Linked DNA regions of Mus musculus: region 2 is linked to region 1. A link is a contact called in public promoter capture Hi-C data. All regions are on one chromosome and are shown on one strand. Each heading gives the region's core, a stretch centred on a gene start, on an enhancer-like site or on the middle of the called end of the contact. The rest is flanking DNA. Distances are from core to core; before and after follow the strand shown. Region 1 holds the start of Hhex (hematopoietically expressed homeobox). Region 2 holds the start of Frat2 (frequently rearranged in advanced T cell lymphomas 2).

Region 1 (2,700 bases), core at 81-2,580:
CACACCCTAGGCTCCTTGACACCTACCTATCTTTCAAACATTATTTCCTTTGGGAAGACTTTTCCTTTTTCAAAGTGACTCTCTCCTTTACCCGAAAGGAGGGGCTGGAGCTCCTTAAGGTTTCGACCCTTACACACGATTTCTCCCTAGTAGATGTGACTGTGTTCGTTTCCTGCTTCCACCAGGGCAGAGACTGCCTCTCTCGTTTGCTAATGACACACAGTAGTTGCTCAAGAAAATAAGGTGTGAAGTGAAACTCGGACCCAGGTCCTCTGGCTATTTCGCCTTCAGTCCCACTGCAGCTGAAGATTAATTCCAAAGGATAAAACTAAATATCTCAGTTGAAAAAAAAAAGCCAGGGAGTTTTTCTACTAATAGAAGTCCTTAGCAGAAACTGCCCAACTCAAGGTGTGGTCACCCCAGGAGGGCGTCAATCAAGAAAATGCCCCTTTGCCCCAGAGGCGAGTGAAGCCGCACAGAGCTGAGGCCACACTGAGCAGCGCACCACGGCTTTGAATAGAAAACACGTGTAAAACCTCAGAGGCCGGCTAAGCGCAGCTGTGTCCTTCAGGGCCTGGGGACAGAGGTCCAGGAGCACCTCCCACCCCCATTGGATCGAAGAACACTGCATAGCCTCTGTCCTGCGCCATACGATTAAGGTTCTATCTTGATACCGGTCTGGAGCAGATTCCGTTAGCATCCAGGGAGGTGGCCGAGCTAGGGGGTCCTCAAATAGGTCTGGAACACCTGCAGCCTCGCTGTCAGTACCCGTCTGGGACTAGGACGCAGCCAACGGCTTGGGTCTTCTCCTTGGAGCGCCGAGCTGCGGAGGTCCCCCGTTCTAGACAGTGCCACCGTTACCCCAAGAAGCGCAGCCTTCTGGCCGCCCGAAGGTGCCATCCTGCCGGCGGCCTCCTGGCCCGCAGAGTCCCATCGCTTCTCCAGGTTCCAGAGGCTGCCCGAGTTTCAGCAGTGGCGCCATCCCGTCAGGATCCGCGCCCCGCGGCGCACGTCTTGTGACCTCCTCTTCGACGGTCGCAGTCGCTCGCTAGGTGCCTGGAACCTCTGGGGGCGCCTGCGGCGCAGGAACACCCTGGCGGAGGGTCCCCGGAGCCCCACAGCCCGTGCGTCTCGGGGGCGGGAGCTGGGCCGGTGGGGGCGGATCGGCGCGGGGGTTAGTGGGGGGCGGAGGCGAATCTGAAGCCAGCGCCATTGGCCGCAGGGCCTGGCGGCAGGAAGGGGACCGAGCGCGGCCCCACCCCGCGGCTGCCCGAGCCTATCGCCTGGAGCGCAGAGCGCAAATAAATGTAGCGCGGCGCCGCCGGCCGGCAGCTCTCTGCGAGGGGCTGCGGAGCGGCCATGCAGTTCCCGCACCCGGGGCCCGCGGCTGCGCCCGCCGTGGGAGTCCCGCTGTATGCGCCCACGCCGCTGCTGCAGCCCGCTCACCCGACGCCCTTCTACATCGACGACATCTTGGGTCGCGGGCCCGCCGCCCCCACGCCCACTCCCACGCTGCCGTCCCCCAACTCCTCCTTCACCAGCCTCGTGTCCTCCTACCGGACCCCGGTGTACGAGCCCACGCCGGTCCACCCCGCCTTCTCGCACCACCCGGCCGCCGCGCTGGCCGCCGCCTACGGCCCCAGTGGCTTCGGAGGCCCTCTGTACCCGTTCCCGCGGACGGTGAACGACTACACGCACGCCCTACTCCGCCACGACCCCCTGGGTAAGGCGGCCGGGGCCGAGTGAGGGCGTCCGTGAGGAAGGCGCTCCCGGCGGGTGGCAGCGCGCGGGAGGCGGCAGGGGCGGACGGACGGGAAGCGCAGTGGAAAAGTTGCGGCGAGCTCTCGGAGCGAGCGGCTCGCGGGTGCATGCGGGGCCCCGGTACTGGGAAGCTCGGCGACTCAGATTGCTTTTCCTGCACCTTGCAGACGTCGGGGCAAGCGTAGTCGGGAGAGACCTGGGGCTCCCGGGGAGGTGGAGGAGGGCGGCCCTGGCCACGCGTGTCGCCCCGGGGTGGGTGGGGGACTCCCTTAGCGAGCGGCCCGGAGAAGAGGACGTCGGGGCGCCCTGAGCCTGGCCCCTGCAGGGCAGGGAGAGCTGCCTGCCCGGGCGGTTCCTGGGCTGGGCTTGGTTCAACAAGCTTGTGCAGTGAAGGAGCCTGACCCTTTCCGTTCATACAGGAAATCTTGAGTTCTCGATAGGAGTAAATCTGGTTTCTGAAGCTGTTAAGTGTTTTCCTGGCTGCATGAAGCAGACCCTTCCCCCGGAGTAGTGCACGCTGCTGATTATTTTATCGACATCCTCAATACAGACAAATTCAGGAAACACTCGACGTCTGATAGCCAGGATCCGTTTTTCTGATATTGTTCATTTCCTCTGTGTGGGATGTGACTTTATGGCAGCTAAAATAACCAGTTGCTTCCTCTCTGCCTCTCCCGCCACCCCCCACCCCCATCTTTGGAGGCTGTTTTGCACCAAGTCTGAAGCCTGACGCAAGCAAAATCTCGGGGGGAAAAAAAAACAATGCCAACTTTCAAAATGTTTAGGTGTAGGTCTGTGGACATAGGGACGGACGGACGGACAGACGCACCACCATCAATTTGGAGAAGGAAAGTGCAGACCCCGAACAAATACTAAGGGCTACACGTTGGCAATTTGGGATTTTCGAGGCTTGTCCTCACAACATTCCTAAGAATAAAT
Region 2 (2,700 bases), core at 186-2,685, 4.4 Mb after region 1:
ATCTCTCCCCACCTTCAAGAATTCACCAACCAGGTCCCCAACCTTCATAATCACAAATTAAGCAGGGGAAAGCAAGCGTTGTCAACCCACCAACATAAATCTGCCAACTTATGTTCTTCACCCTAGAACCGCTCTGCTCTGCAATTGTAGCACCATATTCAGAAAGCTTCTGTACCCGAAAATAACGAGATCATATCTACTATTGGTTTTTCAAGTATTGTTAGAAGCCCTCCCGATTCCCGCCCCTGCGAGCCACATCTATAAACAATCCAAGCACACGATAAGGGCTAAGTCAGGTCCAAGTGGATTAAGTAGCTGCCACAGTTCAACCGGTAGATCCCAGGTCCTCGGCTGCTGGTGCTACTCAGTAGAGTCCGTTTTCTCTAACAGCCTCTCGCGGCCGGTAACTTTGAGGCTGTAGCCCGAGGGATGGACGACAGCTCCTGCTCCGCACAGTCCCGGGCAAGACACTGTTGGATCAGCGTAGCGGCGTCCTCTTCCTCCTCCAGGGATCCCCTGTCAGAGCCAGGCGCCCGAGGGCTGCAGAGTGACTGAGTCCGGTCCGCTTCGGCCACCCCCGGACCCCGGAGCGCTCGCGGGGCTCGTGGCCGCAACCGCGGCGACCGCTCGCTGGAGTCTGCGCACCGCCTCCTTGATGAGGTTTCCGGAGAGCACGAGCTGCTGCAGGAGCCGGTGCGGGTCGTCGTCGGCCGCGCGCGCTCCGCCTGCTGTCCACCGCCGCTGCTGGATTCGGTGAGAAGCCACGGAGCCGGGGAGCCACCCTCGCCGCCCCGGCCCGGGAAGCGCGCTGGCACCCGGGGCGATCTCCGCAACGCAGTAGGGCGCCGATCGGCCCCGCACACGCCCGCGCTCCCCCAGCACGCAGCGCACGGCCCCCGGAGGCGCAGGGTCCCCGGTCTCTGCTGACCCCGTCGGCCGCAGCAGCCGCCTCGCTGGGGTCCCGGTCTTGTCCGCCGACAGCGCCGCCAGGACCCGCGGAGGCGCGGGTGGGGGACCCGGGGCGGCACACGGCGAGGCCGGGCGATCGTGCGCCGTGTCCAGCTGCAGCGTCTCGCCGATCTGGACGATGAGCCGATCCACGTCGGTCGAGCCGCCCAGAGTCACCGACTGCTGCAGCAGGAGGAAGCTGTCGTCGTCCTCCTCCCCCTCTGCCTCGTCGCCGGCTTCCTCCTCCTCCTCTCTCCGGCAAGGCATGGCCCCCCGCCCGGGCCCCCGCGGCTGTGCGGGCGTCGCTGGCAGCTCGGTTGGCCGCGGGCTCGGCGAGCCGCGGCTGGGGCGGGAGCGCGGCGGAGGCCCAAGCCGGGCCAGGAGGGGGCCGAGCCTGGGGATGCGGAAGCCGGGACCACCGGGCAGAGGTACCGCGCGCCTTAGAGCCGCGGGAGCCGGAACGCTGCCGGCTTGGGTTGATTTGTAAACAATGGGTGACGTCGCGCGGCTCCTACCACCGCGCGCGACCGTGGGGGGAGACGTTCGCTAGAAGACTTAGGGGCGCGGGACGGCGCAAACCGTGCGAGACCACTGCCCACACTGTCTGCCCAGAGATAGTTTATATGGTTGCGAGCGATTCCGGGGACGGGGCACCGACTTCGCCGAGCCCAGGTCCTAGGACCTCTCGGTCCTAGGAGGCACCCTCGGCGACTGCCAATTGGCTGCTCCCACTCGCGGACACACCCCCAGCACACCCAGCCCCTCCTCTGCCGCGCCCGCTCCAGCCCCACGTGTGGGTAACGCCTGCGCTGGCCCGGGGAGGGGCGACCCCGACGGTTGGGAAGCCGACCCTGTGGTCAGAGCTTCTCAGACTTGCTCCGGTTTCTCAGAGCTACATCGAATTGACTTTTTTTGTAGTTCAAACGAAAATGTTCTCGTAACCATAGGATTCAAACGAGATTAACAGGCTTCCCCCCCCCCCCTTCATCCTCCTCTTTGTACATTATACAGCCACACACAAAAGCATTGCAGTCGCATTAAATTATAAACGCTTTTTCCGGTGACTGCACGCGCTTTGAAAACACTGTACCGATTACGTAAGTTTCCATTAAGTACTTGTAATTGTTTAAATTCCTTCAACGGTTGCTGTTTCTCTGAGTTCGCCGTTGTAGTAAGTGTGTGACTAATGCTCTTTCCCATAAAACTTTTCCAAATTTATGATTCATTTTTCAGAGTACATTCCTAAGAGTGGAGTTTTAGGTCAAAGGATAAGAGTTTTTTTTAGTTTGGCCCTTTTATTTTTTGTAATATGTATGGAAAACCTAGAACTGGGTGAATACACTCTTATTAATATGTGATATACGTCATTCATTGAAACGACTAGAATTTAGTCATTGAAAACCTTATTGTGTATATGAGTCATGTTACAGGTGAAATTGACATTTTTCAGTTTGCCTGTTATATATATATATATATTTTTTTTTTGGTTTGGTTTGGTTTTGGTTATGGTTATTTATCTATTTATTTTGGTTTTTCGAGACAGGGTTTCTTTGTGTATCCCTGACTGTCCCGAAACTCACTCCGTAGACCAGGCTGGCCTCGAACTCAGAAATCCACCTGCTTCTGCCTCCCAAGTGCTGGGATTAAAAGCATGCGTCACCACTGCCTGGTTGGTTTTTTTTTTTTTTTTTAGACTGGGTTTCTCTGAGTAGCCCTGCTGTCCTGGAACTCACCCTGTAGACCAGGCTGGCC

The links. Promoter capture Hi-C pulls out the DNA fragments that hold promoters and counts their contacts.
Region 2: a contact with region 1 is called in a promoter capture Hi-C map of second pharyngeal arch cranial neural crest. The contact joins the promoter of Frat2 here to the promoter of Hhex in region 1.

Annotation. Positions count from the first base shown.
Region 1 is chr19:37,433,511-37,436,210 of GRCm38.p6, forward strand. Hhex (hematopoietically expressed homeobox) reads left to right here and starts at 1,331. Exons shown (of 4, transcript NM_008245.3): 1 at 1,331-1,723. The coding sequence starts at 1,360.
Region 2 is chr19:41,846,697-41,849,396 of GRCm38.p6, forward strand. Frat2 (frequently rearranged in advanced T cell lymphomas 2) reads right to left here and starts at 1,436. Exons shown (of 1, transcript NM_177603.3): 1 at 1-1,436. The coding sequence starts at 1,215. The coding sequence ends at 520.